Regions from separate parts of the Mus musculus genome. Here all the other regions are linked to region 1. Evidence: chromatin contacts called from public HiChIP or PLAC-seq and promoter capture Hi-C data. All regions are on one chromosome and are shown on one strand. The core of a region is the stretch at or near the end of the contact, and the rest is flanking DNA. Distances in the headings are between cores, read along the strand shown.

Evidence for each region. Promoter capture Hi-C pulls out the DNA fragments that hold promoters and counts their contacts. HiChIP or PLAC-seq counts read pairs in DNA pulled down with a chosen protein or histone mark.
Region 2: a promoter capture Hi-C map of stem cell-derived epiblast-like cells shows a contact between it and region 1, with 4 times the contacts expected there. The contact joins the promoter of Vamp1 here to the promoter of Phc1 in region 1. A contact is called at or near these places in 2 of 39 promoter capture datasets (pre-B cells and stem cell-derived epiblast-like cells) and 1 of 115 datasets of contacts at active chromatin or transcription factors (astrocytes).
Region 3: a promoter capture Hi-C map of pre-B cells shows a contact between it and region 1, with 2.3 times the contacts expected there. The contact joins the promoter of Adipor2 here to the promoter of Phc1 in region 1. A contact is called at or near these places in 1 of 39 promoter capture datasets (pre-B cells) and 1 of 9 other capture datasets (intestinal organoids).
Region 4: a contact with region 1 is called in an H3K27ac HiChIP or PLAC-seq map of embryonic stem cells, with 9 times the contacts expected there. The contact joins the promoter of Mlf2 here to the promoter of Phc1 in region 1. A contact is called at or near these places in 3 of 39 promoter capture datasets (cranial neural crest, pre-B cells and stem cell-derived epiblast-like cells), 1 of 484 Hi-C or Micro-C datasets (embryonic stem cells) and 1 of 115 datasets of contacts at active chromatin or transcription factors (embryonic stem cells).
Region 5: a promoter capture Hi-C map of pre-B cells shows a contact between it and region 1, with 5 times the contacts expected there. The contact joins the promoter of Zfp384 here to the promoter of Phc1 in region 1. A contact is called at or near these places in 2 of 39 promoter capture datasets (liver and pre-B cells).
Region 6: a promoter capture Hi-C map of embryonic stem cells shows a contact between it and region 1, with 4 times the contacts expected there. The contact joins the promoter of Mrpl51 here to the promoter of Phc1 in region 1. A contact is called at or near these places in 2 of 39 promoter capture datasets (embryonic stem cells and pre-B cells).
Region 7: a promoter capture Hi-C map of liver shows a contact between it and region 1, with 3 times the contacts expected there. The contact joins the promoter of Ing4 here to the promoter of Phc1 in region 1. A contact is called at or near these places in 2 of 39 promoter capture datasets (liver and stem cell-derived epiblast-like cells).

The regions. Positions count from the first base shown.
Region 1 is chr6:122,338,207-122,340,906 of GRCm38.p6, forward strand. It overlaps Phc1 (polyhomeotic 1), which reads right to left and starts at 1,451. Exons shown (of 16, transcript NM_001355215.1): 1 at 1,392-1,451; 2 at 266-274. The coding sequence starts at 269.
Region 2 is chr6:125,214,148-125,216,847 of GRCm38.p6, forward strand. It overlaps Vamp1 (vesicle-associated membrane protein 1), which reads left to right and starts at 1,434. Exons shown (of 5, transcript NM_009496.3): 1 at 1,434-1,580. The coding sequence starts at 1,579.
Region 3 is chr6:119,387,355-119,390,054 of GRCm38.p6, forward strand. It overlaps Adipor2 (adiponectin receptor 2), which reads right to left and starts at 1,380. Exons shown (of 8, transcript NM_001355692.1): 1 at 1,128-1,380.
Region 4 is chr6:124,930,102-124,932,801 of GRCm38.p6, forward strand. Mlf2 (myeloid leukemia factor 2) reads left to right here and starts at 1,287. Exons shown (of 9, transcript NM_001170341.1): 1 at 1,287-1,485; 2 at 1,998-2,075; 3 at 2,310-2,436; 4 at 2,676-2,700. The coding sequence starts at 2,026.
Region 5 is chr6:125,007,903-125,010,602 of GRCm38.p6, forward strand. It overlaps Zfp384 (zinc finger protein 384), which reads left to right and starts at 1,336. Exons shown (of 12, transcript NM_001372420.1): 1 at 1,336-1,597; 2 at 2,479-2,538. It overlaps 4930557K07Rik (RIKEN cDNA 4930557K07 gene), which reads right to left. Exons shown (of 4, transcript NR_130997.1): 4 at 2,274-2,492.
Region 6 is chr6:125,190,790-125,193,489 of GRCm38.p6, forward strand. It overlaps Mrpl51 (mitochondrial ribosomal protein L51), which reads left to right and starts at 1,411. Exons shown (of 3, transcript NM_025595.3): 1 at 1,411-1,644; 2 at 1,727-1,837; 3 at 2,434-2,700. The coding sequence starts at 1,566. The coding sequence ends at 2,630. Ncapd2 (non-SMC condensin I complex, subunit D2) reads right to left here and starts at 797. Exons shown (of 32, transcript NM_146171.1): 1 at 709-797.
Region 7 is chr6:125,038,494-125,041,193 of GRCm38.p6, forward strand. Ing4 (inhibitor of growth family, member 4) reads left to right here and starts at 1,355. Exons shown (of 8, transcript NM_133345.2): 1 at 1,355-1,404. The coding sequence starts at 1,368. All of the region lies in intron 1 of 4930557K07Rik (RIKEN cDNA 4930557K07 gene), which reads right to left.

The DNA of each region.
Region 1 (2,700 bases), core at 201-2,700:
GTTTCATTAGATGAATGGATTTATCTCAGGAATTAATCCCAAACAAGTAAACAAAAGTCAAAAGTCTCAACCTTGGCCCCTGAAGTGGAGTTTTCTCTGGATTCTCTTCCCAGCATCTCTACATCACTTAACTCTGGGACCGAACAAATGCCACTCCACACACGGATAAAATGAAAGAGGTACAGAGAGGGTATTCTATCAACTTCAGTCTACCTTTCTCCCCACATCTTTTGCCAAAATATCAAAGCACTAAACAGATACAGACCCATGAATCCTCAATATCAGCATGTGAAGGAAAAAAAGTGGGTAAGGATTAGAGGCAGCATGGCACAGTTGTACAGATTACTGGAGTTATCTCACTGCACTCAGAGACGTAAGACCCTGTTACTTGCAATAGAGCCTTATATAAAACACGTTCATCAATTCGATGACCCCCTCATTTCCCCCAGATAATGAAACAGAGAGGGCCAATTTTAAAGTCTTTTCACCAGGGAAACTGCCATCAAAAACCTCGCAGGCACACAAATCTATCTTAAAATCCTCATTTTTCAATGAATGTTGTGAGTTCCAGATTCAGTATAGAAAGTGAAGAGAGCACACCGTTTAGGTGGCAAACTCAATCAAAAATTAAAACTAAGAGTCAAAGGCCACCCTAAACGTTCCCACCTTTTGGGTGTGGGTGTGTTTAAGGACTCAACTGGGGAAGACGCACACCGATGGGAAGGAACTAGAAATTAATATTGAGGTAGACATACTACTGGGCCTATTGGGTCAGGTGTTGGAAGAAGTCAATACCCTTGAGTATAAAACTCTGTTGCAGTAAGAATGGAGTGAGAAGCAAGGGTTGAGGGGCGCCTCGGAAAGACTCCCAGGGGTTCTTGTTCTTCACAGAAGCGTGATTAAAAAAAAAAAAATGCATTTCCAAAGAGAAATCAAACACACCAGGAGAAAGGGGTGGATACAGTGCTGTGCCCGAAGCGAGCGGACTTGGTAAGCAGGGAAATGTATATTCTAATAGTAGGGAGCCAAGCAGGGGAGGCACAGAAGTCGAGGAACTGGGAGATCGGGGAGCCCGGCGGAGCGCGAGAAGCAGGGAGATAACCAGACAGCATGCTCGGATGGAAGGACCAAAGTCGGGGAAGGGAGAAATGAATGAGAAGCGGTCAGAGGCAACGAGGTGACGGACAGACAGCACCGAGCACAGCGAGCGCAAAGCACGAAGACCGGGACGCGCAGCACCCAAGCACCGCAAAGCGCAGCAGAGCGGGAGGCAGGAGCGCGGCTGGGGGAGGTACCTGGGCGTTGCACACGCCGAGGTGGCTGAGGAAACATCCCCGCGCCGCCGAGACCCCGGGATGCGGCCCCTCCCCGGCCCGCGGCCGCCCGGTTACCTTCGCGCCCGGCTCCGCACCCGAGTCCTCGCGGGGGGCGTCCACCTCAGGGGCGGGGGAGGGGGGGGGGGTCGCTCGGCCTCGGCGGCGGCGCGCCGCCTCCTCCCCTTCCTGGAGGGGCGGGGGCCCAGGCGCGGTGGGAGGTGCCCGGCGCGGCCGCCGCTCCCCGCCCCTCCCGCCGTCCGGGTGCTGGCCGCGCCGCGGCTCCGCCAGGCCGGGGGCTCGCGCGGGCCTGTCACTTCCTGCCCCGCCGCGAGGGTGGGGGGCCGAGGCCGGGGGGCCGCGGGCCGGCGGGGAGGGGGCTGCGGGGAGGTGCTTCCGGGGCAGCCGACCCCTCCTCCGGCCCGCCCCCTCCCCGCGCCCGCCCTCGCGCGCGTCCCTCGCTTCCTGTCGGCGCCCGTTGCCATGGCGACGCTGCTCCCCGGCCTCCGCGCTCTAGGCCCGAGTGGGGTTTTTTTTGTTTGTTTTTCTTTTTCTTTTCTCCCCCTGGCTCTGGCTCTCTTTCTCCTCCTTTCTTCCCCCCTTCTCTCTCTTCGAATTCCGCTCGCCGTCTGAAAGCAGACGTCTAAGAAAGCGCTGGCCTCTAGAGGGGGACTCACCTCGGAGAAGAGAGGGAGATGGGGAGAGGGGAGGGAAGTGACGTGAAAGGGGGGGAAAAAAAGAAGGTATTTTCTGCAGCTTCTGGGAATAGGGGCTCGAAAGAAAGGATCAAAGGGACCAGCAGGCACAGAGGGAGGAAGCGGAGCAAAGACCCTTGAGAAACGACGGCCTGTGAAAGGAAATAGAGCAAAGGGAAGGGAAGAGGAGAAAAGAAAAACTTTGAGATAGAGGGAACGGCGAGAGAATGCTGAGTGTTTAATCCCTCGCCCCAACTCCAAGAAGGCGGGAAACAACGCCGCACAGAAACTGAACCCGTTAGAAGCAGCAGTTCATTAAAAAGCAGGAACCTGAAGCAACTTGCTTTGAATAATACTTAAGTCTGTGACGTCAGGGTTGATTGTGTGCTTCGGAATCTCTTTAAGTCACACGCACACGTGAAAGAATCACAACGCCCAAAACAATGGAAAAGGCGGGGTGTAAAGAGATGAACAATGGTGCTGCCTTTGGGAAGGCTGAGCATATGGTGGGGGAGGCCCGTTTTATTTGCAACACAAATTTAACAGGATTTAATTATTCTCAGTCTCTCAGAGCTCTTAGAACACCTACTGTGTGCTGGCCACTCTTGGAAGCTTTTTTTTTTTTTAAACCAGAGCATTGTTAGCAAAGACAGCTGCTCTCCTTAACCTTTTACCTGCCGTAGGGTGTTACC
Region 2 (2,700 bases), core at 184-2,683, 2.9 Mb after region 1:
AACTTCTGCAGTCCTAGCATTCAGGAGGCAGAAGTAGGAGGACCAGAATTTCAAGGTCATTCTTGACTACATTTCATGTTTGAAGCCAGCCTGGACTACACAAGCCTCTGTTTCTGCTGGGAAAAGAGTCTCTGAACGTCAAGTTGTAACTGTCCTATTAATGTTACTATGTTCTCTTTCCTTTTGCATGGATGCCTAAGATATAAACATTTACACTGCATCCAAAACCTAAGCTTCCACTAAATGTAAAATAAGAATTCTAAGGCTAGGAAAACGCAACCACAGCTATAGATTCCTTTAAAGCTGTGAAGCATAAAATAATGTTGAATTTTACAACTGATGTCTAGGAAAGGGATTCTACTGGAAGAGAGAAGAAACGTCTTTAAGTATTGAGAAGGAAAAATTGATTCTACTTAGATTTTGGAGGAGGAGTAAAGAGGAAAGGGCTGGGGCTGGAGAGAGATGGCTCAGTGGTGGAGGGAGCATATTGCTTTTGCAGAGGGTTTGGTTCCCAGCACTCACATATACTCAAAACCATCTAGGGAATAACCCTCCTCTGGCCTCCAAGGGCACCCAAGCATGCATAGATGCAGGCAGAAACTTGTACCATAATATATATATACATATGTGTGTGTGTGTGTATATATATATATATATATATATATATATATATATATATACACACACACACATACATACGCATAATGTGTGTGTATATATATATACATATATGTGTGTATATATATATATATACACACATATATATGTGTGTGTGTATCTATATATCTGTATATATGTATATATCTATATCTATCTATCTATCTATCTATCTATCTATCTATCTATCTATCTATCTATAGAGAGAGGTCTCAAAAAACAAAACAAAGCATAAACATAAAATAGGGAAGTCTACTTTAGTTCAGGTTTCTGGGCTGGGTTAACTAAGTCGCTGTGTTAACAGGTTTAGGGATGAAGTTCGTGATAGGGAAGAGAAGAATGAAGAATGTGGGTTTTATGGTCTCAGGCAGGGATGGTGACGGGGTGGTCCTGTGGCCAAGGACTTCATGAATATGCATTCACTGCTGAACCTCGCAGCCAGTTGGATTCCAGCGTCTAAGTCACTTGGGTTTCCTTCTGCCAGGTGCTGTGGGCGGGAGCGGTAAGAATGACAGCAGTCTCCAGCTCAGCGATTGGCTGGTAGGCACCATAAAAGGTCTAACTCAGCGGCGGAGACAGAGTTTGAGCTGGACTTTAAGCAAGCCACTTTTGTATTGGTCAGTGAAGAAATAGAAATAAGAGGACAATGGTAATTGCTGTAGTTGTGGGGGCGGGACTAGCAGGCCATTTCTCACGAGGATTGGACCTGGAGGTTTTGACATCATCCGAGAGGCGTGGTCATGTCTAATAAAGCCGAGAGCCGGCCCTGCACCTGCAGTAAGTTCCACCGCAGTTAGAGTTCCGGGTGTTTCGTGTGAGGCGGCGCTCGACAGTTCCGTCTGCTTCAGCCGCAGTGTCTCCCTGCCCGTCTCGTTGCATTCTCCAGAGAGGGGACGGACCTCCACTTCCTCTTTCAGAAAAATGTGAGTTGACTCTGCTCTAGGGTCCTCGACACCTCTTTACCGACTCTCCCCCGCAGTGTCCGACTCTGCGGGACGGGAAATGGCGCATTGCAGCAGCTGCGGCGACGCCGGGAACCACCAGCTCGCGCCGCCCCCAGACCGGGCCACCCCGGACTGCGGGCAGCGCTCCATCCCGCACCAACTGCAGCTGGCACTCCATGGCAGGGCGAGGGCGCGGGGGTCCCACGTACACCGCACCCTCCCCTCTTGTCTTTGTATCGTGGAACCCCAAAGGGGAAAAAGTGGGGGAGGTATAGATTCAGACAGGAAACTCGGAGACCCTTTCTTGTTTGACAGACTCTTAAAGCCTCTGGGAAGACTTATAGGTGTTCCTGTCCATTCTTGACTTGGAGTGCCCGCAGTCTCTGCGTTATGCATGCCCCTCACCCAGAGTGTGATGTACCTGCCTCATGGCTGTGAGCAAAGCTGCAGAAACTTAACTTGCTAGTTCTGTGGCGCCTTGCGAGTAGCTCAGAAAGTCTCAGGGGACAGTGGTATGAAATCTTAATGCAGCTGTTTATGCTAAGGCGATTTCCAGTGATCAAGTCCTAGCCAAATAAATATTGGAGGAGAAATAGGGAGAACAGTGAATTCTTCATTTTATCCAAAACACATAGTTTAGCCTTTAGCTCTTTTTGGCATCATCCCCTTCTGTGGCCAGATAAATTAAGAACTTCCCTTTAGGATCACATACACACAATGAAGAATTTTCTTTCTTTTCATTTATTATCTGAATCTCTTGCCTGGTGCTAGATTTATTTGTGTTTGTTCCCTCTTCCTCTCTCTCTCCCTCTTCCTCTCTCTCTCCCTCTTCCTCGCTCTCTCTATCCCCCTTCTTTGTTTGGCTTTTCCATATAGGGTTTCTCTGTGTACCCCTGGCTGTCTCAGAATTCCCTCTATAGACAAGGCTGGCCTTGAACTCAGAGATCCACCTGCCCCTGGCTTCCAAGTGCTGGGATTAAAGGTGTGCACCACTACACTCTGCTTGTGTTGCCTCTATTGGCAAAAGGGGGGCAGGATTTTGTATTACATAAGGGTTATAACTCCCTGAATAGGTTAGGGTGGAGTGTTTCTACCTGCC
Region 3 (2,700 bases), core at 130-2,629, 3.0 Mb before region 1:
AGTGTTTTATGAACAAATAAATTTTAAAATCCTAAAAGACTGCAGTATTTTTACCTTGCTCCTTGGGGAGCAGGGGTAAGCATTCTGCTTTGGGGAAACACAATGAACACAGCAACACAAGAATTACAGGCCATCAAGTGAGATGGCTAAAGAGTATGCTTGCCAGGCAAATTTTCAAGACCTTGCCGCCTGAGTTCGATACCCGGAACCACATAAACGTAGACGATGATCAACTTTTACCAAGTTGTTCTCTAACCTCCACACGTGTGCCATGAACACAGGAGTCACACAGAAACACACCATAATAAACTGGATAATTTTAATTTTTTTAAAGTTTTTTTTTCTTTAAATGAGACAACCAGAGTAAAACATAAATGCAACTAAAAGATCATTTCCACTAAAATACTAAAACCACCAATGAAGCATTGTACCTACCAAATCCCAGGTGGTCATGTCATTTATCAAAAATTCATTGCTCAACGCTCTCGTGAAGTTTTCAAACTCCAGAAACAAATGTTTAAATCAAGGTCAAAAAAAACAAAAGAAGAGACTCATTAGCTGTCTGGTCTAGCGCTCCCTCGGACTCATCAAAACTTATTTTATAGCCGTTTCCAGCAATTCTCTAACAAGCTAACCACTGGCAAATAAAAACCCAAAGGGGCTCAGAACTGGGCCCAAGAACTATCCCGCAGTGACAGCCTGACGCGCCACCTAAGGAAAGGTGAGGGCAACCTTCCCATCCCAGTGGTTGGAAAAGTCGCGCTGAGCACAAGCCATCCGAAGCAAGCCTGCCAGAGAAATCCCTAGAAGTGGCAGAAGACACCAACTAGAAGTCGGGGCGGGAGGATTTCAGTCTCCGGCCATCGCGGGGGTACCGGCTCCGAAATCGACTAGAGACGGAGCGAGGGGCTTCGGACTCTGCCCCGCGGCGGGGACAGGGCAGCGGGCGCCCGCGACCGCAGCTGCACGGAGCGCGGCCCCGGCCCCCCCCCCCACCCCACCCCCCCGGCCGCTGCTTGGGCCCCGCACCAGGCGCGCGGCCGCAGGTCAGAGTTCCGGCCGCGCTCGGAGCCGGCCAGGCGCGCGCTCCCGGCCCGCGCCGGGGACACCTGTCCCTCAGCCCTCACCTCCTTCCGACCCGGGCAATCTGCTGAGCCCGGGAAGCCGCGCTCGAGCCACAGCCCTTCGCCCGAGTTAGCGGCCGTCTCACCGCGCGGCTCGGGCGCCTCGGGAAGCAGCGCCTCGGGGAGGGAGAGGGGGGGCGCGGAGGGAGGGGGCCGCTCGCTGGAGCCGCCACCGCCGCCGCCGCCACCGCGGTACCGCGTCGGGACTGTGCTCGCGCCGCCGCGACCGCCGCCGCCGCCGCCGCCGCGTCTCCCCGCCTCCGCGCCCGCGCGTAGCCGTGACGCGCATCGCACGAGGCGGGCCGAGCCAGTAAGACCACACCCCGTGCGCAGCCGCGCTGGCCTAAACCGGAAGCCTCCCCTCGGGAGGCTTTGGAAGCGTGATGCATCTTGGGAGTTGTAGTTCGGCCGGGTCCACAATGTAAACAGTGCGGGCAGAGTGCCTCGGAACGCTCACCCAGCTTCCTCGACGATTTCTGAAGAGATCTGAGAAGGGAGTGGGCCGCCACGGTTTAATGACTCGGGATGGAGCGTGTGTTTGTGTCAGCGGCCAACATAATGCTAGGCGTCGTCTTATGAAGGTTTCAGGATTCCGAAAGCGTTTAGTCAACTCTTCCTCAAACAGTAGGGCTTGTTTTTATTACCGTACTAACGTATGATTGATTTATGCCCTACCACTTCTAGAAGATATTCAAAATTATTTTCAATGGTCGATTGCAAACGACTTAAGCATTGTGTCTGTTTACCCAGAGGGAATGATTTGCTACGAGTGAGCTTTCCTATTGAACCAGAACAAGGAACTATAGGAGCTGGTGTGCAGAGGAAAAAAAAATGGTTTCTTCGTGTTCAGTTGTAAGAGGATTGTATCTGTCACACTCTTTAGTTCAAAACTTAATACACGTCAAAGTAAATTCGGAAGCTTTAGTTTAGACCTTGGAGGAAGCTTATTGTTCTTGCCTTTAGACCACAATCGGTCTCATAGCCAAGAAGCTAAAATGTGATGTTGAGCGATTGGAGGGAAGCAGACATGGAAAACTCTTCAACGAGGAAAAGCACTAGAGAGGTTAAAACAAGAGGATCTTGCATGTACCAGATCAGCCTGGTGTACATCGCGAGCCAGGCCAGCCTTGGCTATACAGAGTGTAAAACCATGTCTCAGAAAAAAAGAAACGAAAGAAAGAAAGGGAGAGAGAGAGAAAGACAAAGACTTGGCTACTAAGACTGAGAAAGACAATTGTACCTTTCCCATCAGAAAACAAATGCAGGCATTTGGGAATTATAAATGTGGCCCAAGGCTGGAAATATAGCTCAGTGGTAAAGCTATAGCCACTCCAAAAGCCTCGATTCCATCAATAACTTAAGGGGGGGGGGGGTGCGGGGGGAAGGATCCATAATAAATAGGGCAAAAAGAGAAGTTTTTTTTTCAGGCTGAATATAAGGTATCCCCTAAGGAAGACAGACTTAAGATAGACCATTATCTTACCAGGTATGGGGGCTCACACCTTAATTCCTAGCACGTGGGAACTGGTATAGGACGGCTGCAGTGAGTTCATGGCCAACGTGGGCCACAAGATGA
Region 4 (2,700 bases), core at 37-2,536, 2.6 Mb after region 1:
TTTTTTTTTTTTTTTTTGGCTTCACTTTGCCAATCTGTCAGCTTACGTTAACTATATCACTGTTTCTTCTCTTAGCACTATTTTTTTCCCACTAGCAATGATCAAATCGAAAGAAGCTGAGAGTCTCTGCTCCCAATCTTTTCCTGAGTAACCACTGACCCTTTTCCCTCAGGGAGTTGGTTAGAATAAACCTTTCTCTTCAGATCAGGTTCCACACGGTACCAATGTGGCTGACAGCCAGAGTAAAGAACTTGGGACAGTTTTGAGTTTGGATCTCTGTGGGTCAAAGTCTACCCAATACAGTTCAAATCCTCTGACCCAAAGGGGAGGGCTCTTCTCTCCAGCTCAGCCAGATTTTGTGCAAGACAATTAGTATGTCAAAATACCAGTCTCTGGCTTTGGAGTCAGCCCTCTTGGGCTTACTTTTTAGCTCCACCCCTGGGTGATTCTGCTTAATTTAGCTCTCCACCCCTTTATTCTTCTAAACTTTAGTCCCTTGACCTATCTACCTGCTCAGAACAAAGAAAGTTTTAAAGACCTACGACCTAAAGGAACTGGACTATAGCTTAGTGGTAGGGCATGTGCTTGGTATGCCCAAGGTCCTGAGTTGGGTCCTGAGCACTAAAACCAAAACCAAAAAACGACAACAAAAAGCAAACAGACTTCAGAACTAACGCCTTTGCCCAGGCCAACCCTTCACAGACAGGTCCTGGAGTGGTCCAGAAGCCTAAGCCAACACCGAGTCCTAAGGAGCTAAGGATCCAGCCCGGCCCAGGATCGCCCTCTGGCGGCCAAACTCCCAACCTGGATTCCCTTCCCTGGTTGGCCTTTTCCAAGGCTTAACTAGACCTGAGCTAAATTGTCACCTCCTTCTCTGCGTCACTCGGAGGACACCGCCCGCCCGAGCGTCTCTCCAGAGGGACAGGCCCACGCGCTCCCCTGGTTAAGCGCCCCTCCTGCAGTGTGTTTAAAGGTCCCCGCAGGGATCCGCCCCACCGATCGCCCCCAGACAGCCCGCCTCTCCCCCCCCCCCCCCGCAAAAAAGGTGCGGCACACCCTGCCCCCACGTTGCGCTCAGCCGGTCCCTCCCGATTCCGCTCCGCCCCCCCCCACCTTTGCAGGAGCCTCTTCCTGTCCCCAGATCCCCGAGCCAGCTTAATGACACCTCCCACCCGCCCCAGAGGACCCGCCCTCCGGGGCTCCACGGCGCGCGCGCCGCCCTCCCTCCCAAGCAGGTGGGCGGAGCTCCCGCAGCCCGCCCCCGGGGCCGTCCGTCGTGACGTCACTTCCGTTCGGGCCTGACCGAAGATCGGCTTCTCGGGCCGAGGGCGGGGGTACGGAGGTGGCAGGCGAAGGCAGGAGGCGGTGCGGGAGGCGAGAAGCTGCCGCGCGGACCAATCCTTGCGTCCCGGGCCGCGACCCTGCTCCTGCAGCGCCCCGAGGAGAGGCCGGCCGGATGGGCCGCTGAGCCGGAGTCGGGGACCGGTGAGGCCAGGGCGCCGCGGCCCGCACGGCTGCAGGGATGCGATCCCGGGAGTGGACCTTCCTCTCCGGCTCGCCCGGCGGGAGGCACGGGCTGGGGCAGTGGCGGCCCGGATCGGTGGGCAGTGAGGCCTGCCCGGGGAGGCCTGGTAGCGCCCAGTGCCAGCAGAAGGCGGAGTAGTTGGGGGTCATTAATGGGGTGGCGGGCCGCCGTTCGAGATTCTCATCGAGTCTGGCGTCGGAGGAGGAGCTGACCGTGGCTCGGGGAAGAGAGGATGGCGGGCGGGGGTGGAGGGGCACCACTAAGAGGCTTGGGAAAAATTCCATGACCGGCTTGGAGAGCTGCTGGCTCTCAGGTCTCATAGGTTATATGGCTCACCTGGCGAAGGATCTTCCCTGGAGTTTGGAGGGGTCAGTGATAGTGTATGCAAGAGGCAGCCTTAAGAGTAGCAACACTGAGCTGGTGTGCATAAGCCTGGCCGCCTGCAGGAAACACAGCCTCCGTATCTTCACAGTGTGGAGCCCCCTGGAGCTGAGATCACGATGTTCCGCTTCATGAGGGACGTGGAGCCTGAGGATCCCATGTTCCTGATGTGAGAATTCCCTCCCCCTCGCGCCCTCAGCCCATTCGGATTCAGGTCTGAGCAGTTCAGGCAGACCTTTGAGTTGGTTCCCTTGGCTGGAACCAGTTAGAATTAGCTGGATACTCAGCTGCCGCTCTCAGAGGGAAGCCGGCATCCGTGCCACTGTGTACCCTGACTTCATTTCGGGGAGGTGAAGAAGGCTGGGGGTTAATCTGCCTTCTATAGTGTATGCTCACTCCGCAGGGACCCCTTCGCAATTCACCGTCAGCACATGAGCCGCATGTTGTCAGGCGGCTTTGGATATAGCCCCTTCCTGAGCATCACAGATGGTAACATGCCAGCAACCAGGCCTGCCAGCCGCAGGATGCAGGTAACAGTTGGAACATATCGAGACCTGGGGTGATTAGTTAAGTATGCTGCAGTTCTTGCCCTACAACCAGCTTTAAAGGGACATGACCTGCGTGGGAGGCAGACGAGTGGGGTCAGGAGTCTGGGAAAGGGGCTGTGTGACTCCTGTGGAAAGAAGGAAGGGGGGAACGGAGGCACTGACCTCCTTTGGTACATACAGTTGGTAGGGTGTAGTTCTAACTTCAGTTTCTCGTCTTGTAGGCTGGGGCTGTCTCTCCCTTCGGGA
Region 5 (2,700 bases), core at 86-2,585, 2.7 Mb after region 1:
CAACACCAGGTGAGCTGTAAACAACAGCAGGTACGCTGAATGTTGTACTTAGAATTAAAACCCGGTAAGAAGATAAGAGATGTGGGTGTTGGCAAAAAGAAAAGACCAAAGTGAAAAGAGTAACGGAGTGGTCAGAGGAAGACCGATTGAACTTTGATAGCACCGATCCCGAAACCTCAAACAACTATGGGCCTTCTTACCTTTCTTGAATATTCAAAGAAATTAGTTTCCCCCACTCTAGCTCAGCAAAAAGACATTCGGGAAGATCCAAGAAAAAAGGGTAACGTCCTACAACAACCTAGTCCATTAAGAAATGAGCTGTGACTCCCGTCTTTTTAAGATTCCGCATGGTCGGACTGGAGAGATGGCTCAGTGGTTAAGAGCATCGACTGCTCTGCCAGAGGTCCTGAGTTCAATTCCCAGCGATCATGGCTCACAACCATCTGTAATGGGATCCAATGCCCTCTCCTAGTGTGTCTGAAGACAGCTTCAGTGTACTCAAATAAATAAAAAAATAAATAAATCTTTGCCGGGCGTGGTGGCGCACGCCTTTAACCCCAGGCAGAGGCAGGGGGATTTTTGAGTTCGAGGCCAGCCTGGTCTACAAAGTGAGTTCCAGGCCAGCCAGGGCTATACAGAGAAACCCTGTCTCGAAAAATAAATCAAAAAGGATTCCGCATGGTGAAGAGTTGGCTCAGCTGGCCGCTCCTCCAGAGGACCGGAGGTTCGGTTCCCAGATCGCACACAGTGAAGCTGGAAGCAGGTAGCGGTAACTCCTGTACACACACGGCATGCATAGGCACAGATAAACGCACATAAAAGTAAAGCAAATCTAGAAAAAGAGGGGCGATCTAAACTGTCTTTAGTGTCTTGATGCATAATTCATGAACCCGTCTAGCTTCCATCCTCCCACTTCCCCAGAGGTCTCTTCCGGAAGCCCGGGAACGCTCTCCTGATGCTCAGCTTCAGCCCTTTAACACACGCTGCCTTCACGTCCGGTTTGGGCGTCACATCCACCGAGCGCTCCACCGGTCCCCGGGTAAGGAGCTACTTCCGCCCTTACGTGTCGTAACTTCTGCCCTCAAGATGTCCGAGCCCTAACAGCACCGGATGTGCTCGAGCGGCTCTCGGAAGTGACTCGGACTCTGACCTGTTTCCCCCCCCTTTCCTTTCCTGCTGCCGCCCTCCCCCCGCTACTTTCCTCCCCCCCCCCGTTTTCGTTTCCGGCTCTCCCGCCTTCTCCGAGAAACGACTGCACATTGAAGCTGTTGGGGGGGGTGGGGGGGGAGTGGGCGTGGAGGACTCGGGGTTCCCGGGAGCACGAGCCGCAGCACCACTTCCGGGTGAGTGTCCAGGAGGGCGGGGGCCCCCCCACACCTCGCCTCGCGCCCCCGCCCTGCGGGTGTCTCGCGCGCCGCCCGGCCGAGCGTCGGGGTCCGTCTGGCGCCTGCGGTGCATGCCGGCGAGCCCCGCCTCGCGGTTCCGAGCCCGCGCCCCGCGGGTCCTCCCGCTCCCTCGGCTCCTTCCTTCCCCGGTGACCGCCGCCCCTCCCGCGCGCTGGCTCTGGCGCTGGCGTCGCCGCCGCCGCCGCCGCCTGGTGAGTGTCGCGCCGCTGCAGTCGGTGCGCGCCGCTGCCCCTCGCTCCTCCCCCCCCCCCTTTACCTCGGGCGAGTGGGGAGGGGGGGGTCCACGATGGGACTGTGAGTGCGACTGTCCCGGAACCGGAAGTGGCGGCGGTGGAGGAGCGGGCGCTGAGGAGGAATGGGGGGGGTTTAGGGGGCGGGTGCCTGTCTAGTGGGTGGCAGAGTTCAGCTCCCTGGAGGGGTGAAGGAGGGACGTCCCAGAGACCGGTCTTTGAGGAAGGAGTGGGACTTGACATCGGGAGGAAGGACCGGGTTCGGTGTCTCGGGGGAGCGAAGGTTTTAGGGGGACAGCTGGGAGCCTCCAGTATATAGACCACTGAAGGTTGAAGGAAGTACTTCTTGGCACAAGGCCTTGGGTAGGAAGGGGGCGAAGTCCTAGCTGAAGTGTGTGTGTTGGGGGGTTGGGGGGGCGAGGCTAGAGGAAGTGGCTGGGCCCGAACTTGGCACTGTGCCTGACACAGGGCTAGGGCATCCCCCCTACCCTCAGCTTTGCTTTCTAAAGCCACTTCCCAGGAGCAGGGACCTTCCTTCACCTCTGACTCCTGGTTCCCTGTAGCCCTGGGGGGAACGAAGAATTAAGTGTCTGAGCCCAGGAGTGGAACCCAAATGCTGCTAATAGAATTCATCTTAGTTTTGGGGAACTGGCTTTATTTCCCTTATGTACACTTAGTGGGTGTCACTCAACGCCTGTGACTCTAGCCCTTCCATCCTTGGATTGTTGGTTGGGGAAGCTGTCCGCTTTCCAAATTGCTGACAGTCAACTTGTGAGGCTCTCCACAGTTCTCTGGTGGCCTTTACATACTGGCCTCTGTAACCTAGACAATTTTGTTTCCAGAAAGTTCAGGAGCCCTGGAAAGGAGAAGGAATAAGACGACAGGAGGAAGAGAGAGAGAGGGTAAGACAATCTTGGTTTAATGATTTGGGGAGAGATGGGGTCATCTCAAATGGTTTTTCTTTTTTTTTTTTCCTTTACAGTGTGATAGAATTATTGAAGTAACCAACACCAGCGCTTGCAGAGAGAGAGATAAAAGCCTTTTCTTATTGTTTCCCATAGTAC
Region 6 (2,700 bases), core at 161-2,660, 2.9 Mb after region 1:
TCACTATTAGTTTTTTAAAAATCAACACAAATAGATCAAGTGAGCATAATTCTTATTATTCTGACACTAAGTCATTGAGTCTCATGGTCTCTGTAAAATGGTGTTGCTCTGGGGATCAAAAGAATCAAGGGATAAAAACTAGTCAATAGCCAGGGGTGGTGGAACATGTGTATAAAGGCAACATTAGAAGGCTGAGGCAGGAGGACTGCTGAGTTTGATGTCAGCCAGGACTGCAGTGAGGCTGCAAGGAGTACATCTCAACAACAACAACAACAACAACAACAACAACACAACAACACAAGACAATACTAATGAACTATTAAGTGACAATCAGTGTATACATACAGACTTATTGCTTCCATTTTAAAGTGAAAAAAATCCTTAAGAAATATTTTACTGAGCATTGGGGTTCCAGCCCAATCAATGGAATGGAAGGACATTAACTTCTACTTATCCTGTGCCTGATTTCAGTCTCATGGGGTGCAGAACGAAACAACCAAATTTACACATTGGGTAGTAAGGCTATGCGATTTTGCCCACACCACACATTCAGATTCTGATCTGTCAGACACACAGCCATACTGGATCTCAAGGGCATCCCTACCAGACCGTCGCTCCCGACCGCACTCCGGCAAAGGCTGCGTCACGTCCTGGACCTGCTTTTTCTCAACCTTTCCCTTCCCAACCTTTCGCACTGCCACATCTCACCTGGACCCCGCGACACCCCTCACCCGCCGCTTCTTCAACCGGAGAGCCCCCTGCTGAAAAGGAAGGAAGAAAACAATAGGGCAGGATACGCGCCAAACAACGAGATGGTTTTCAAGCTAGCGGAGGAACCGGCCAATCCGCGGCAGGCTGAGACGGAGACCCGCCTCAGCGCCAGGCGTCGCGCTCGCGGAGCCCGCAATTCCCTGTTCAAACCTCAACGGCTGCCAGGAGGCCAATCGCGACAGAGGCTGGAGAAGCCAACCAATCACAGCCCCGGGGGCGGGGCAAGCGGGCGAGGGGCGTGGCCCCGAGTCTGCGCTTTCCCGGCATCTCTACCGTAGTCGGCTAAGCATGGTCACCCGTTGTCTCTCCGCGGGCCGCCTAAAGCAGTCCAGCTTTTAACCATGTGGCGCCCGGCCCTGTACACTCCGGGAATATACTGCCCCAGCAAAACTCAGCTTGCCGTAGCGCCAGGCTCCCGTCCTCCACTTCCCTCACAGTTGAGGACGCGCAAGGGACAGGAGAGAGCTTATTTTAACGGAATTTCGGTTTGGGGGCGTCCTTTCCTGCGACAACAAACACCGCAGCGGTTCCATTCTTCCAGGGGCTAAACCGGAAGTATTTGACTGGACGCGCCTCACAGGCCGGAACTTGGAGGGCGGGGCTTGTGGCTGTGCGAGCCACCTTGGGATGACTCCCTAAGCTACCTGGGTAAGGCCCAAAATGGCTCCTCTTACTGTCACTACCGTGTGAGTCCCGCCTGGGACTGTAATCTGTGTCTTGGCTTTGGAATTCACACCCGCTCCCCATTTTTCCGGCTGGTTTGCTGCCCCTACTGAGGCGGACAGGCTAGAGTAATGGCAGGGAGTGTCCCTTGGGCGGCAAGTAGGAGACTGTGGGGCTGGGTGCCCTCGGCATGCCGAAGCTTCTCTCTGGGTAAGTGGCTTAAGTGTAGTAGGACGGCCGGCTAACGGCTTGTCACTGGGCAGTGCTGATTCATGCTTCTGTCCTTCCCTAGGCGTCCCACGGTTGGCCTTCGTAAGGCTCACTCTTCCACCTCCCAAAGTGGTTGATCGCTGGAACGAGAAGAGGGCTCTGTTTGGCGTCTACGACAACATTGGAATCCTGGGTAGGACGCGATTCCTGGTTTCTGAAGGATTAGTATGCTCTCTTGACTCTTTCGGTTTTATTTGTGGAGAGAATAGTAATGTGCCCGGGGCAAGCCTGGGGGCACAAACCTGTTACACGGGAGATGAAGCCAGGCAAGACCAGTCTGAGATGCGGAGAATAGTGAGGAGTGCGGGACTCAGTCTCACTAACACAGTAGTGGGCAGGTCTGAGGGCCAAAGCGAGTAAATGGGAGTGTCAGTATTTGAACCCAGACATTTCTGGCTGCAAAGTCTTTACTCCTTTCTTTCTTTCTTCTTTTTTAAATAAGATTTTTGTGTTTTCTGAATGTGTACCGTGTACTGCTCAAGCAATGCCTGCAGGTTCAGGGTGACTTCCTAGAACTTCCCTTTCAGGCAGTCGTGAACCTTCAGTTGAGAGTGCTGGGGAATCCTTTGGAAGAGCAAGTGTTACAAAGACTCTGTCCCTTGTACTAGACTGGTGTGTGCCTTGTCTGTCAGTAGTTCTGATCAGGGAGATGAAACTGTGTTGAAGGCCTAGTTGGGCTAGGCTGACTTCTCTTCTCTTGAAACTAGTATATATTCTGTCACGTTACAGGGAATTTCGAGAAGCACCCAAAAGAACTGATCAAGGGCCCAGTATGGCTTCGAGGCTGGAGAGGAAATGAATTGCAGCGTTGTGTCCGAAAGAAGAAATTTGTGGGAAACAGGATGTTCATTGAGGACCTGCATAACCTTAACAAACGGATCAGCTATCTCTACAAACACTTTAACCGACATGGGAAGTACAGATAGGACGGGAAATGTGTCACCCTGGAGAAGGGGAACAGGACTTATCCCAGCAAGGAGAGAGCTTTGTGTGCTC
Region 7 (2,700 bases), core at 105-2,604, 2.7 Mb after region 1:
AAGACCATTGTGCTGGACAGAGCAGAACAAGAAACTTAAGAAACTTCTCACAGTCTACCATGAAAGGATTCGGCTAATTTCCCAAGACTGCTTCATGAAGATTAAATCCTTCATACAGTACTGAAAAGATTGGCAAATGTTCTCCTATCTGAGACCTAGCCAGCTGTCACTACTTGGTGATGTGGATAAAGAAGTCTCATTTAATTTGGGACTGGGCATCCAGGACAGTAGTACCTCAGTATTGTTGGTTAGCTGCCTGGTGCACTTTCCACTCACCAACTATGGAGAGTTTGACAAACCTGTTCTCATCACAAGGATTGCAATCAGCTCCTCCTTTGTGGGTGAACATCCATTTCCACTTTTGCGCAATGATAATGTCTGTTATTCTCATTGTATAGGAAAAAGCCGGCCGAGTCAGTTATCCGACAGCATGCTCTTAGATTAGAATGGAGTCCACATCCTGCTGTCCTGCTTTAGCAACTGCTCAGCAGGAAACTTGGGCTTATTGGGTATAAAAGAGCTCAAATTTTATCTTACAAGTATGGGGTCTAACTACTGTGAAGGGTATATCAACTTGAGGCGACACCTATCTGCTAGAATCTACCACCAATACTAAGAGGTTTGAGTTCTCTTTCCCTAAGAGCAGCAACCTGACAGGTTTTGACTAGGGTGAAGGCTGCTATCTAGCATATACTTTGATGACCCAGTCTTTTCAGTACATAAGTCCATTACAAAACACAAACATGGATCTCCATATCGCACGCCTTTAATCCCAGCATTAGTGAGGCAGAGGAAGGTCTCTTGGAGTTCGAGAACAGCGAGGGCTACACAAAGAAACTTGTAAGTGATGAGAGATGCAAAGGGTTAAATTTGCAAAGCCTGACAACTTCTGAAGAAAGCATCTGCCTCCGAGACTATTCTACTTAAGCTGGGACGTTGGTGGCCAGATTCATAATTAGAAAAGCAAAACAGCTCGATTCCCTACTTGTTGAAAGCGATTATTTGCAAAATATAACTACACATAATAGATTCCCCCATTTACCAAACATTCCTAGTTTTGGAGGGAAAAAAGTTTGCTAGAGAATGCAAAATGGCGACTTCGCGTGACGTCATGCCTGTCGCAGACACATATTGCCGCCTTATTAAGGGCGGAAGCCAGGCTAAATCAGCCTCGCTGTAGATGACCGTGAATAGGCGCAAAAAAAAAAAAAAAAAAGTTCAGTTTCCGGCGGATGTATCCGAGGCAGATAGTTTAGTAAGGGCGGAAGTTCAGGTACGGAAAAGGTGTAATCCAAGAATGGTTACAGCGCCTGTCGTGTATCAGTCACTTCCGGGGAAGATCGGAAGTTGCTTTGTTTTGCTTCAAGATGGCTGCTGGGATGTATTTGGAACATTATCTGGACAGTAAGAGCCAACTGGAGAAGGGGGTCATGGGCCATAGAGTGGTGTAGAGGGTCCAGGTTGACAGACTTCATGGCCCCGAGGTTCTGGTAGCCTGAAGATCACAGGAAAAGGGTTCCGTGGGAAGATTTATTCGAGGGGGAAGAGGGAGGGGGCGGGGCAGTGGGCTTAGAGGCCTCGCTCAAGATCTGGACGAGGGAAGGGCTGCTCCGTGGGATCAGGGCTGGGCTTTAAAGGGTTAGGGGTAGCAGGAAAGTAGTTGCTGACTCAGTTCTTGAGGGTAGATTTTTTTTCCCCCCTAAGTTGTGCAGCGTCGTTACTTACGCACTGCCATTTGGAGCAGCTGCAGATATTCGACCTAATTCCTTTAGTCATTTATATCTCAAAAGTTGCTCCTCATTAAGCTTGCTGGGTGGAATAGAGCGACCACTGAGTTGATCGCTGAAATGCTTTACTTTATGAGCAAAATCCAGTTCTCAAAAAATGAGGAATATGTCTGTCTGTCTGTCTCCTCGCCTCCCTGGTCTTCCCCCTCCCCCGTCGTGTGTGTGTGTATGTGTGTATAGAGACTGGGAAGTGAGAAATCGGCTGGGGATATATTAGACTTTTAGGCAACTCTTAACCTGGGCATCTTAAAATAGAGCATTGATTTTAATAAAAGAAAGTAACTGATCAAATAATGGTAGCAGTCCAAATCAGAAGTGCAGACCTGGTCTTAGAGAATGACAGAAAGTTTTAGATATTAAACATGGCACACCTTTAATCCCAGCACTTGGGAGGCAGAGGCGGGCGGATTTCTAAGTTCGTGGCCAGCCAGGTCTACAGTTTGTTCCAGGACAGCCAGAGCTACACAGAGAAGCCCTGTCTCAAAAACAAACAAACAAAAAAAGATATTGAACATGGCAAGATTGATTGAATGACTTTGCGATTGAGAGAGAAGGAAAATCCAAGGTGAATTCTGCTTGGAAAATAAACTATCTAATCAGCAGTGTAGGAGATTCTGGAGTAATAACAATACATTAGTCTTTGCCTTAGAAATAGGCATTCAATCTGACAGTGAGATTATTCAGGAAAAAACTTCAGACAGTAAAAAAGACACTGAGCTCAAGAAAGCAGCATTTAAAGGATAAGATGTAGTGGTTCACGCCTTTAATTCCAGCACTCGGGAGGCAGAGGCAGGCGGATTTCTGAGTTCAAGGCCAGTCTAGTCTACAAAGTGAGTTCCAGGACAGCCAAGGCTACACAGAGAAACCCTGTCTCGGGAGAAAAAAAAATGTCGATGCTGGCAATACCAGAAGG